3 separate regions of the Mus musculus genome follow, and all the other regions are linked to region 3. The links are chromatin contacts, called in public Hi-C maps. All regions are on one chromosome and are shown on one strand. The core of a region is the stretch at or near the end of the contact, and the rest is flanking DNA. Distances in the headings are between cores, read along the strand shown.

Evidence for each region. A called contact is a pair of places that touch in the nucleus more often than the background predicts.
Region 1: a contact with region 3 is called in a Hi-C map of cerebellar granule neurons, with 2.3 times the contacts expected there. The contact joins two enhancer-like sites. A contact is called at or near these places in 4 of 484 Hi-C or Micro-C datasets (cerebellar granule neurons and cerebellum).
Region 2: a Hi-C map of cerebellar granule neurons shows a contact between it and region 3, with 2.2 times the contacts expected there. The contact joins the promoter of Cnksr2 here to the enhancer-like site in region 3. A contact is called at or near these places in 5 of 39 promoter capture datasets (the C10 cell line, frontonasal cranial neural crest, hippocampal neurons and 1 more), 8 of 484 Hi-C or Micro-C datasets (brain, cerebellar granule neurons, cerebellum and 2 more) and 1 of 115 datasets of contacts at active chromatin or transcription factors (embryonic forebrain).

The regions. Positions count from the first base shown.
Region 1 is chrX:158,812,698-158,816,827 of GRCm38.p6, reverse strand. No RefSeq gene overlaps it. Among named protein-coding and RNA genes, the nearest start is that of Rps6ka3, 440 kb to the left of the region's middle. Within about 2 kb of position 2,362, at least 1 of the 459 cell types and tissues checked has an H3K27ac peak or open chromatin away from gene starts, as enhancers often do. A contact at or near this core is called in cerebellar granule neurons, where this site is marked.
Region 2 is chrX:158,041,689-158,046,038 of GRCm38.p6, reverse strand. Cnksr2 (connector enhancer of kinase suppressor of Ras 2) reads left to right here and starts at 2,842. Exons shown (of 22, transcript NM_177751.3): 1 at 2,842-3,262. The coding sequence starts at 3,199.
Region 3 is chrX:158,371,771-158,376,399 of GRCm38.p6, reverse strand. It overlaps the pseudogene Gm22522. Among named protein-coding and RNA genes, the nearest start is that of Cnksr2, 330 kb to the right of the region's middle. Within about 2 kb of position 2,944, at least 2 of the 459 cell types and tissues checked have an H3K27ac peak or open chromatin away from gene starts, as enhancers often do. A contact at or near this core is called in cerebellar granule neurons, where this site is marked.

The sequences.
Region 1 (4,130 bases), core at 1,113-3,612, 440 kb before region 3:
GTTTTGTGACCAATTATATGTTCAGTTTTGGAGAATGTACCATGAAGTGCTGAGAAGAATGTATATCCCTTTGTTTTAGGATAAAGTGTTCTGTATATATCTGTTAAATCCATTCGTTTCATAACTTCTGTTAATTTCACTGTGTCCCTGTTTATTTTCTGTTTCCATGATCTGTCCATTGATGAAAGTGGTATGTTGAAGTCTCCCACAATTATTGTGTAAGCTGCAATGTGTGCTTTGAGCTTTACTAAAGTTTCTTTAATGAATGTGGCTGCCCTTGTATTTGGAGCATAGATATTCAGAATTGAGAGTCCCTCTTGGAAGATTTTAACTTTGATGAGTATGAAGTGCCCCTCCATGTCTTTTTTGATACCTTTGGGTTGGAAGTCGATTTTATTTGATATTAGAATTGCTACTCCAGCTTGTTTCTTCAGACCATTTGCTTGGAAAATTGTGTTCCAGCTTTTCACTTTGAGGTAGTGTCTGTCTTTTTCCCTGAGATGTGTTTCCTGTAAGCAGTAAAATGTTGGGTCCTTTTTGTATAGCCAGTCTGTTAGTCTATGTCTTTTTATTGGGGAATTGAATCCATTGATATTAAGAGATATTAAGGAAAAGTAATTGTTGCTTCCTATTATTTTTGTTGTTAGTATTGGCATTCTATTCTCATGGCTGTCTTCTTTTAGGTTTGTTGAGGGATTACTTTCTTGCTTTTTTCTAGGGTGTAGTTTCCATCCTTGTATTTTTTTTTCTCTTATTATCCTTTGAAGGGCTGGATTCATGGAAAGATATTGTGTGAATTTGGTTTTGTCATGGAATACTTTGTTTTCTCCATCTATGGTAATTGAAAGTTTGGCCTGGTATAGTATCCTGGGCTGGCTTGTGTCTTCTCTTAGTGTCTGTATAGCATCTGTCCAGGATCTTCTGGCTTTTATAGTCTCTGGTGAAAAGTCTGATGGAATTCTAATAGGCCTGCCTTTATATGTTACTTGACCTTTTTCCTTTACTGCTTTTAATATTCTATCTTTATTTAGTACATTTGTTTTTCTGATTATTATGTGTCAGGAGGAATTTCTTTTCTGGTCCAGTCTATTTGGAGTTCTGTAGGCTTCTTGTATGTTCATGGGCATCTCTTTCTTTGGGTTTGGGAAATTTTCTTCTATAATTTTGTTGAAGATATTTGCTGGCCCTTTAAGTTGAAAATCTTCATTCTCATCTACTCCTATTATCCATAGGTTTGGTCTTCTCATTGTGTCCTGGATTTCCTGGATGTTTTGAGTTAGGATCTTTTTGCATTTCACATTTTTTTTTATTGTTGTGCCAATGTTCTCTATGGAATCTTCTGCACCTGAGATTCTCTCTTACATCTCTTGTATTCTGTTGCTGATGCTCAGATCTATGGTTCCAGATTTCTTTCCTAGGGTTTCTATCTCCAGAATTTCCTCATTTTTTTGTGTGTGTCTACTTCCCTTTTTAGGTCTTGGATGGTTTTATTCAATTCCATCAACTGTTTGGTTGTGTTTTCCTGCAATTCTTTAAGGGATTTTTGTGCTTCCTCTTTAATGTCTTCTACCTGTTTATCAGTGTTCTCCTGTATTTCTTTAAGTGTGTTATTAAAGCCCTTCTTGATGTCCTCTACCATCATCATGAGATATGCTTTTAAATCCATGTCTAGCTTTTCTGGTGTGTTGGGGTGCCCTGGACTGGGCGAGGTGGGAGTGCTGGGTTCTGATGATGGTGAGTGGTCTTGGTTTCTGTTAGTAAGATAGTAAGATTATTACGTTTACCTTTAGTCATCTTGTTATTTCTGGAGTTAGTTGTTATAGTTGTCTCTGGTTAGAGATTGTTCCTCTTGTGATTCTGTTAGCCTCTATCAGCAGACCTCGGAGACTAGATCTCTTCTCTGAGTTTCAGTGGTCAGAGCACTTTCTGCAGGCAAGCTCTCCTCTTACAGGGAAGGTGCACAGATATCTGGATTTCAGACCTCCCTCCTGGCCGAAGATGAAGCCCCAAAACAGGACCTGTCCCAGAAGCTGTGTTGCTTTGGCCTGTCCCAGAAGCTGTTAGCTTCTGTAGTCCACACTTTCACCTGCACAGAGTAGTCTTGGAGGGATCCGGGAACCAAGATGTCTCCCCTAGGTGCTCCTGCAAAGTCCTTCCAGGCCGGGTGGACACCTATCCCCTGGCTGGGAAGGTGCTGGGATGTCTTCAGCCAGAAAAGGGGGCTGCCTCAGATGCTCTGTGGCTCCTGCCTGTCCCTGAAGCTGTTAACTTCTGTAGTCCACACTCTCACCTGTGCAGACTACTTTCGGCAGAGTACCAGATCCAAGATGTCTCCCGCTGATGTTGAGGCAAAGCTCTCCTGGGCCGAGCGGACACCTATTGAAGTACACAATTTCAATTAGATAAAAGCTCAAGAACTGTACACAACTATAGTTAATAGTCGCTATATTATATATTTGAAAATAGCAGAGTTGATTTTTAAATATTCTCACCAAAAATCAATAAGAATATGAAGTGATAGGTTTATTAATCTGTTTGATTAAGCCACAATGTACACCTAGTCCAAAACATTGTAGTCTATGCAGTAAATATGTACAATTATTCTTTGTCAATTAAAACTAAATTTAAATAATGTCTTATTGCCATGTTCCTCTCCAATACCAGGTACTTGGAAGCATATTACCCCTCTCCCTTCCAGTAATACTGTGCCCTTATGTTCTCTCTGGCATTCGGATTTTGGCATCCCTTCTGTGGGTTGTTTTGCTTCCTTATGACCTCAGAAGTGCTCCCTCCTGTTTGCTTTAGCGCCTATCACTGCATTGTGAAGGAAAAGAAGTTGTTCTTGTCTAATTCCCACTGCGAATCTGGAAGCCAATTCTGCCAAAAGAGCCATGTGTTATTTTACAGAGACTGAAAGCATGAAGGGAAAGGATTTGTTCTGTGGCTGCCTGTGTCTAATATTCAAGTTCATTGTTTAAATTTCTTTCTTTTATCAACTACCACTGGACCTTAGAACAGGTTTTATTAGCCTATGAGCTGTTGGTTGGCTGACTGTTTTCAATATTTTAAAACACTTCACATTTTCAGGGTTAGTGTTTGCAACCCTGTTGAATTTTCCCTTCTCAACTTGCTTCCTACTAAGAATAGAATTTGACGAGAGTGACCTCCTTGAGAGAGGATCTGGAGCAGCCTTCTCAAACCTGGAAGGGCACTACTATTACTTGGGTTTTGTGTTCAAATCATATTCTGGTTCAGCAGGTCTGGGCTAAAGCACAAGACTCACTGTGCATTTCTACCAAGCTCCTAGATGCTGCTGCTGCTGCTGGTACAGGCTACACTTTGTGTGGCCAGGGTGTCAATGCCTTTGATGCTAGAAGTTTGGACTATGAGTCATGAACAACAAGTTAAGTTTGAGAACTACCATTTTCTATGAATGTGTATAGTGTATGCACTACATTTTGGAAAGAATTTGGTAAAACTTTAGCTTCTTGGGCAGATAGTAGTGAACCTACCAGCTCTCTTGTGCATCTTCTCTGAGATTTTATATGATTGGTCTAAAAAAGAGGAAGAAAGACCAAAATCTTGAACTAGAACAGTGGTTCTCAGTCTGTGGGCTGTGACCCTTTTGAGATTTACATTTCAGATATTCTGCATATCAGTTATTTACATAGCCATTCATAAACATAGCAAAATTACAGTTATGAGTAGCAATGAAATAATTTTATGTTTTGGGGGGTCACCACAACATGGGGGAACTGTAATAAAGGGTCACAGGCATTAGGGAGGTTGAGAACGACTACTCTAGAATGACCTTTTCCCCACAGCAATATTCAGGTTGACAGTGCCTCTAGAGTTAGTGCTGAACTAGTGGCTTCCTCTGGGGTCTTGTTCAGGTATTTAACACTGGGATCCTGAAAGATACAGATTAATCATACCTGTCAAAGCCTCCTAGAGGTAGCATCCTTTCAAGGTAAAATGGTATTCAACTGTAATTAACAATGGTGACAAATAAGGCTGTGTCTATTTTTCATCTCTTAGTTTTGATCACTCATCCCTTCCCTTGAGATGCCTCTTTTGATTTCAGCTATTGATGCTTTAGCACACATATTTTAAAAGTCTCTGCAAACAAC
Region 2 (4,350 bases), core at 1,593-4,092, 330 kb after region 3:
GCCCAAGTCAAGGATGCAGAAAGTGAAGAGCCTGTTATGTTTTGAAGAGATTGAAACAATTTCTGCTGATTAGATTGTCAAAGTCAAATGCTATATTTTATTGGTGATCCTAAGTGAGGAGAATTTAAGAAAAATGCTTAAGGCCATGGTACACTCTGTTAAACAATAGGAATCTATACTCACAGTTTGGTTCATTCTTAGATTTATATTTAGTTTTAGTCATTTTACATGATTGGACAAAACAAAACAAAACAAAAAAAGCCTAACTGTAACACAAATTGGAGGGGACTATGTACTCCCTCAATCTAATATAGGGTCTTCCTCAAAATTCTCTTTTATTTCTCTATAATATTACTTTCTCATTTTCTTTTACAGTGGTCTTGTCACATAATTTTAATTAATTTATCTTTCCTTATCTATATTCTCTCTCCATCTTCCCTACACACCCTATCTATCTATCTATCTATCTATCTATCTATCTATCTGTCTGTCTGTCTGTCTGTCTGTCTATCTATCTATCTATCTATCTATCTATCTATCTATCATCTGTCTATATGACTACACCCTGGCCTGAGACATTTGTCTTGATATCCAGCTCATCAGACAAGTGATACTTTAATTTTCACTTGCTTGCATTATGATTTACAGTATAGTTGCTTGTCATAGAAGGCCAGGCCCGCATCTTGCTGTTGCAGCCATATTTGGTCATGTCCTATATTCTCACCATTTCTGGTTAGATAGGGATCAGAGAAATTCATGGTGTGTCTCAGACTTCTTTTTGGTTAACAATTTGATGATGTCCATCCAGGAGATCTTCAACGGACCTCCCATTCACAACAACTGTCCATTTAATGACACTGATACAAACCTTTTGGCTTGTTTTCCAAGTTGAAATTCTGAAATGAACTTGCTGTTACAATCATACATACTAATTTATTTAACATGTGTAATTTATGTAACTATGTGTAATAGATCTAGGGAATAGGATGTAATGGCTAAAGTCTCAGCTGTAAGATGTAGCTAACAGTCGAGCTAGTTTGAGGCTAGAATAAAACAAAGTGATTAGCACTTTGCTTAATAAAATGTGTGTTATTACTAGTAATATTTTAATACCATTACTTGTTTTATAATCTAAATTTCTAAATTTGTAATCTAAATTTCTTTTTAAAAAAGATTTGTTTCATTTATTTTACCTGCATGTATGACTGTGTGAGAGTATCAGAACCCCTGGAACTGGAGTTACAGATAGTCGTGAGCTGCTATATGGAAGCTGGGAATTGAACTCAGGTCCTCTCAAAGAGCAGTCAGTGCTCTTAACCGCTGAGCCACCTCTCCAGTCCCCAGTAAATTTCTTTTTAAAATTTTATTTGTATATTTTGGAGTTTGGGTTATTAGTAAACAAGTCTGAACACAAGCTTCTTAAATGGTATTTGTTTGTAGCACTAGCATAAAAACATCAGTGTGTTATCTACTCCTGTTTTGCCTTCTCCTGTGTTGGGGGAGAACTTGCCAAGCCATGCCAACTGAAGAAAGTGGTGTTCTGTATCTTATAAACTTGAGTTAGACAAAATGGGTACCGAAGGAACTGACATGATTTATTGACATTATTGAAATGATTATAGAAATAAAAGAAGTTGCTTGTTTACTCAATGTGACTGTTTAAGAATTATACCGAGGGGGGAAAAAAAACAAACCAGCTATAATGGTGGTAGAGCTTGCTACTAGACGCTCTAGAATTGTCATTGAAAGTGAAGCCTCATTTAGGCAAAATGTGTATTTCTAAACGTTGCATAGAAGCATGCATAGGTTTTTTGAAGCAAACAATATGTGAAACATTATGTTTGCAATTTGTCACTAACTTTAAGTCCTGTTATTACTCTTCCGTTCTTATATAAGAACGACTGAACACAAAATGACATCATGTAAAATAGATGTCGGGGACCTTGTGTTGAAGGAGGTGGCCGACAACTGAAGCAGAGCCTGGGAAGAGGCACGTGTGGGTTCTGGAGGCTGGAGCCTCTTGCAGTTGACATCTCTGACTTCCCGGGTTCCTTTTATCACCCAGGGTAGATCCGACAGCACGAGCCATCTAGTCTCCTATGGGCGTCTCTGGCTAGATCCTGACTCCCATCTGCGGAAGCCCACATCCCGTGTTCTCCGCAGGGTCCGGAGGAGTCACCTCGGGAGCCAACTCAGCAGCCGCGAGGGCGACAGAGAGAACAGTCAGGACTCCCATTGTCACCCCAGCAGTTCTGCGGCGTCCCCTCCCCCCTGGTGGCGAGGAGAGCTTGGGACAGGGGTGCTATAGTACCCTCCTCCGCCACCCCGGGTTGTCCGTTCAACTGGTGGGGCGACCCGTCTCGCTGACTCTCCTGGAAGGCCACTGGGAGCCACTCTCCTGCCGCCGCCGCACCTGACTGCCTAACTGACCCCGGGGCTGGGCGAGCCTCCAGCTGCAGCGGCTGGCTCCGGGGCTCCAGGCGCTGCCGCACACGCCCTCCCGGCGCGGCTCCGGCCGAGTGCGACCCCCGGGGCGGGAAGGCGGGAGCGCGAGCAGCCCACACCTGGCCCGCGAGTCTGCTAGAAGTCGGGCGGCGGCCACGCGCGCTGGCCCACGCACGCGCACAGGGCTCGCGCGCACCGGCTGCCGGCCCTGGGGGCGGGACCGCGCGGCGGCGAGCGGGGCGGGGGGCTCGTGGAGCGCGCGCCCCGCACCCGAGGGCTGCGGAGAGATATTTTGGGTGGCAGGAGGCCCCTCGTCATTTCCGCCGGGCGGCTCGTCGTGCCGGGGGCTCCACTCCCGCGCGCCAGGCGAGCGAGCGGGCAAGTTGGCTGCGACCGTGCGCCGGCGCCTCTTCCTTTCCCCGCCGCGACCTCGGCGGCTCGAGCCATGCACTGAAGCCCCTCGGGACGCTCACCCCGGGCTGAGCCGCGGACGCCGCAGCTGCGGCTGCCGCCTGGGCTGGGACCTAGCCGACCCCGGCGTCTTACCCCGGCCAGCTGGCCGGCCGTCGCCGCTCCCACCGCAGCCACCTCCGACGCTCCAGCCTTGGGACCGAAACACAAAAGCCACCCTCTCCGCGCCGCCCACCGCGGGAGGCTGCGGCCGGCCACCGACCCCACCTGAGGGCGCAGCGGGCTGCGGACTTGGCTTTCTGTCCGAGCTCCGCGTCCCACGCGGCACCGACCCCGCCGCCCATGGCTCTGATAATGGAACCGGTGAGCAAATGGTCTCCGAGTCAAGTAGTGGACTGGATGAAAGGTAATGCCCTCTGTGGGGAGAGCGAGGCGACACTGGGGCGCAGGGTCCCGGTACGAGGGAGGGGTGCCCGCTAGGGCATAACACGTCCTGGGAGCTTCCAACCAACTGCTGAGGGTCCTCCCTGGGGATGGACAGGGGTCCTCTGGCTCTGGCAGGGGCCCGGGGACCCTAGACTTCTTTTGTCTTCAGCTGGAGGGGCGCGGGGAGCAAGAGGGCGGCGGGCGCCACCTGGTTGAAGCTGGAAGCAGGGCGGTGGAATCCCCGCGCAGCTTCCCCGCTTCCCGCTTCCCTCGACGCCTTCGGGTTGAGAGGACGCGGCGACCCTGTTTCCAGGCTAAGGGAGGAGCCCGTGGGACCTATTCTCGTGGCTGCCCCTTCACCAGCCCCTTTGTTCCTGGAAACCCGAGGCCCCTTCTAGGTCTCGCCCTGCCAAGTGCCTTCCCCAGCGCCAACTCTCCTGGCAACTTTTAAGCCCGCATAATGGGGTCAGGATGCAGTCGCTCCAGTTGGAAGGTGGGAACCCCCTCCTCCATGCTGGGCTGAGGATGATCGGGAAGGGAGCGAGCTACTTTAGGGTAACATGCTTCCCTTAGGGCAGCATCCAAGCTAATATATGTGGGATCCCTCCTGTGCACCCCAGCATGTCCTTTGCTTTCCTAGGTTGAGGTCTGCGGTGGCTTTAAACCTCTCGCGGCTTCTTGTTAAGGGTCCAACATTGGGTTTAAAGTGATGCGCATTCAAGTATTCTCCTTTCTTCCATATTGAAGGCTCCCCCACACACACACCCGACAATTTCTAATGACCAGTTTCAAACCTTAGCCCTCCTCCTAGACGCAAATGTGGGCTTTTTCTCTAGTCTCCTGGCTTTCCTGTCTCACTATCTCCCTCTGTTGTCTGAGTTGAGGGGCTTGTTGGGGACCTCTCCAGTCATCCCCAGACTGAACTCTGCAAAGGGGATGCTTACATTGAAATAAAAGATTCTTGGACATGCTTGGAAAATATGAGAGTTTTGCTTGAGGTCGTACCCGAGCAGGCAAACTTAAGATATTCTTCAAGCCTTATCTGTGAAAATGCCCCTTTCAAAGAGG
Region 3 (4,629 bases), core at 1,695-4,194:
ACTAAATAAAAAAATTGAACTTGATTAAAAAATAACAACTGCTTTTTATTCCATACATGTATGTGAAAATTTGGGAAACTAATGAGAAAAAGTATATGAAGATATTATCACAGTTACACAAACTTCATAAGCATTTAGATGTTTTCTTTTTTGTCTCTGAACTATTCACAGAATTATTTAGATAGACATTATTACATATTAATTCTTAACGTTTCACTTTTGATATCCTAAGCTCTATTTTCCTTTTTTTATATGGTCTCCTTCGGTTAATCTAATGGTTCATAACAAGTCACCCCAAAATGTAGCGACTTAAAGCAAGAAGATTAATTTTGTTTAACAATCTGCAGTTTTGGCAGCAATTGTCAGGGACAGCTGGACTCTGTTCCTCTCAGCACTAACTGGGGCACTTCAATGGCTGGAGGCTGGAATCATCTGATGGCTTGCTCACTCACACGGGTCCTGATCCATGCTGGGTTTTGGCTGAGATTTCAGTTTAGGCTGTTAGCAGAAACATCACTTGTGACTTTTTCTGGTGGCCTGGACTTCCCCAAAATGTGATAACTGAATTTCCAAGTATAGATGTCCCCTACAAGTGAGGTCTGTATAGCATGTTATGATCTATCTTCAGAAGTCACACAGCACAACTTCTCCCACTTTAAAAATGTTGCATAATAGTCTAACAAGTAAATATAATAAGTTTAACATTTAATCTATGGTTACATTTAGCTTGATTGTATTGTTAGACAGTGATCAATGGTTTTATTTTATAGAAATTACTATATATTGCACTCTATCAGCTTGTTTCCAAAAGACAATTTGTGTTAATGGTTGATACACATAGCATCTTGTAAAGGTGCTTTGATTTTTAAAGGTCAGATATAAATAGACCTTAGTAGGTTTTTAAAAAGCCTTTCGATAAATTGGGCTGCTTTAATAAGTCATATAGAAGCAGGTAGGTGAAGAAGATGTTCCTAGCCTACAATATGCAAGAGAACTGACTATATCCCAAACTGTACAATTTATGCTATGAGTCATAGCATTTTCCACTTTAAGACAGTCGAAGCCAGTGTTCTGAGCTTATTTGGCATTTGACAGATATAGGGACTGAAAAATCCAATATAGTCTCATGCAATGCAGTTGGAAGAACAAATGCCACATCACATACAGAGTTAGAGGCTCCTCACTAACATATATGCCAGCTCTGAGCAAATATTTTTTTCCAGGATTCTAGACAGATTTTTTTAAAAGTCTTTTTGCTGGTTTTTTCTGAATTTCACATCATGCACCCCAGTCCCACTCATCTCCTCCTCCCCTTGTACCTGCCCTCTACCTTTACAACATCCTCAAAACACAGGAAAAAAATCTCTTTGTGGAAGCTATAGTATGGCACAGTATGTCCCACACAATACCCTTTTGTCCACACTTCTTTGCTTGCAAATGTTCATTTGCTAATTGGTCTGGTATGAGAGGCCTCTGGCTTCTGCTACTCTATTGATATTGGATCCTCACTGGGACTCCTCTTGGATATCCTATTGTCATCCTGTGTCGTGGAGATTCTGTAGTTTTGGATCTGTAGGACTGACCCCAGCAGTTCATTGTTGGGATAGATGTTGGAACAGGCTAGTTCAAAACCCTGGATTTGGTCATGAGAAGTATCTGAACTAGTCAGCGCTCTGGTTCTCCAGCTTCCATGCCCTTGGGGCTGGCTCAGCAACAACCCCTGCTACCAGGGCCGGCTCTATCCTTCTGCCCAGGTGAGGTGCAGGGCCCGTTCTCCAAAGTGTTGCAGCCAGTAAGGGACATGACCAGATCTCCCACTCTCAAGACTTCAGGGCTCTTCTGCATGACATAAATGGCAAGGGATGAGAGAGGGGAGGAGGGTCATCTCTCTCTCTCTCTCTCTCTCTCTCTCTCTCTCTCTCTCTCTCTCTCTCTCTCTCTCTTCCATGTCACTACACAGAAGACAAGTGGCAAGGCAAACTCATCCACTCTCCTGCCCTTGGTGCCAACTTAGTCAAATTCTTTCACTCTTACGCCATTGGAGCCAGCTTGGTCAAGCCTCTGCCACCAGGTCAGCTCTACTGTGCTGCCCAGGGGTGGTGTGGGGTCAACATTCCTGAGTGCTACAGCTGGAAAGGAGCAGGGTCATCTCTCTTGCTCTCACAGCCCTGGAGCCAGGTCTCCCACCTGCCAGCGGTGAGAAGCAAGGGGTTGGGGTGGGATGGAAGGAATCACTCCCTTGTCCATGCCACCATATGAAAGATGAGTGGTAGGGCCAGTTCTCCCACACTAGTAGCCTCCATCTGATTCATCCAAAACTCCTGCAATACACAGGACAAGCTTTCCTAAGTACTGTAGTTGTCTATGGGAGGGGTCACCTCTCCTGTTCCCCTGCTCCCAGGCCAGGACTCCCATGATTCCCAAGTGAGGGTTGGGGCCAGTTCAGCAGAGCCCTCAGACATGAATATGTCCCCAGACAGCAGCCCAGACCAGGAAGTTTGCCTGGCCTTTGGTGGTAACAGTCCCCAGCTGCTGCAAGGCCAAGGACCCTATGAATGGCTCCAGGTGGCATCAAAGGCCAGGACTTCACCATGGTCCCAGGTGGCATCACCAGCTACTCACATCAGACTGTTCCTCACTACCTTTGAGTCTGCAGTTTTGCCTCTTCATTGAGTCCACATCCTTCTGTTTCTCTTTCTCTTCCATTTCTCCACCAATTACTTGCTCCTGTTAGTGGTGCCTTCAGTCTCTGAGTGTCTGGGGTCATCTCAGAAGTGGTCTCAGGAGTGCTAGTCCCTGCTCATGCATTATGGAATCAGGCAGGGGTCATTTCTGGCATGGTCTTCACACCCCCAGCCTGCATGGAATCTGACTAAACTCCCTGTCCACACCCCATGGTTCAGGTATAGTGGCCATCTGGTTTGCTCCTTGCCTGGCCTGCTGGCATGGCCCCATGTAAGCAAGGGTTGTCTATTTTGGGATTACTCCCACTTTGAGGGGGGTGCTGTCAGTCCCTAGAAGTGGTTCTTCTAGTCTCTTGCTTGCTCTTGGTCCTCGGAGTTGGCAGGGCCTGCTTGATGCCAAACTGATGGTCATCTCAAGCGAGCTCCTCATCTGAGGTCCCTGGCACAGGACTCATGATTGTATCAGGCATGCTTTTTTCAAGGAATGTTAGGCTAGTAATCATTCAAATGTTCATAGATCATTCAGCTGTTCAGAGTTCATAACACTAAGCATAGACATAGCCTTTCTCCTCTTTGTCACCTACTTATGTACATATGACATGGTAGCCATACCTGTAATGCCTCTAGGAGCAGGTCAGATTATTTATTTAATCTAAATATGTAAATAGTTTGTTTAGAAATGTTAGATAAGGGGCTGGAAAGATAGTTCAATTGATAAAGCACTACCAAAAGAAGCAGAAAGGATTTAGTTAAATCTGAAGAACACAGACACACACACAGACACACAGACACACACAGACACACACACACACACACACACACACACGCACACACACACACACACACATATGCCAGTTTCCTGTTGAAGTTGGAGACAGATGGATCCCTTAGCTTGCTGGCCACCCAGCCCAGCTTAACTAGCTCTGAGCCAGTGAGTCCTCATTTCAAAACCGAAGGGGGAGGCTCCTGAAGAACATCCCTAGAGATTGATGCCTAGAAATTATAATTTGTTGCATAAGCAAAACACCATAAGCTTTTTGTAATATCTTGGCACCATCTATTTCAAGGTAAGTATAAAGGCCTTTACATGTTCTTTAGTGTCAAATGTGCCATTCCTGGGTAATTTCATACCTTTGACTAAAAAAGTTTAATAAATATCATTGAATTATGCTCATAATTCAATGACTCTTCATCATTTGAATTAAAATAATACTGATCTTACTAACTGCAGATTCCCAAAGCCTTTTGTCTCATGGTGGTTATGACATGACTCATGATTCTACCCCTTTATTGTGCTGTCATTGAAAAATGGCTTCCAATGGCTCCCTTAAAGGTTGTCATCAAGCTTCACCAATGATGTGCCACATGCTAATGCTGCCAGAGAATATAGTTAAATATGAATAATAATTCATTTTTTGATATAACAAACTCCTATGTCAGAAATGTATAGGTATCGAGCAATTCATATTCCAAATGTGTCCTTTCTTGAATCCCTTATTCTGTAATTTTTACAAAGGGTACTCAAGCAGAATAAAAAGAGCAGAAAAAAATATCTGGTTATTGCCCCAGGATTGTCATCCTCAGAATACCTGTTACCAGGAAGTGTTTTAGAACATTTATAGGGTTGGGGATAAAATGGCTAAGTTACTAAAGTGCTTGCCATGCAAGCAGGAACACACACACACACACACACACACACACACACACACACAGAGAGAGAGAGAGAGAGAGAGAGAGAGAGAGAGAGAGAGAGAGAGAGAGACAGAGACAGAGAGAGAGAGAGAGAGAGAGAGAGAGAGAGAGAGAGAGGCAGAGAAGCACAGTTACTAGAGTTCTCTGGGCCTGGAAGCCTACAGCAAGAGCTCAAATATTCAGGCTTAATGACAGTATTGAACATAACCACAGATGAAAATTTTTTCAACAATTTCCACAAAAGTAGGAGCCA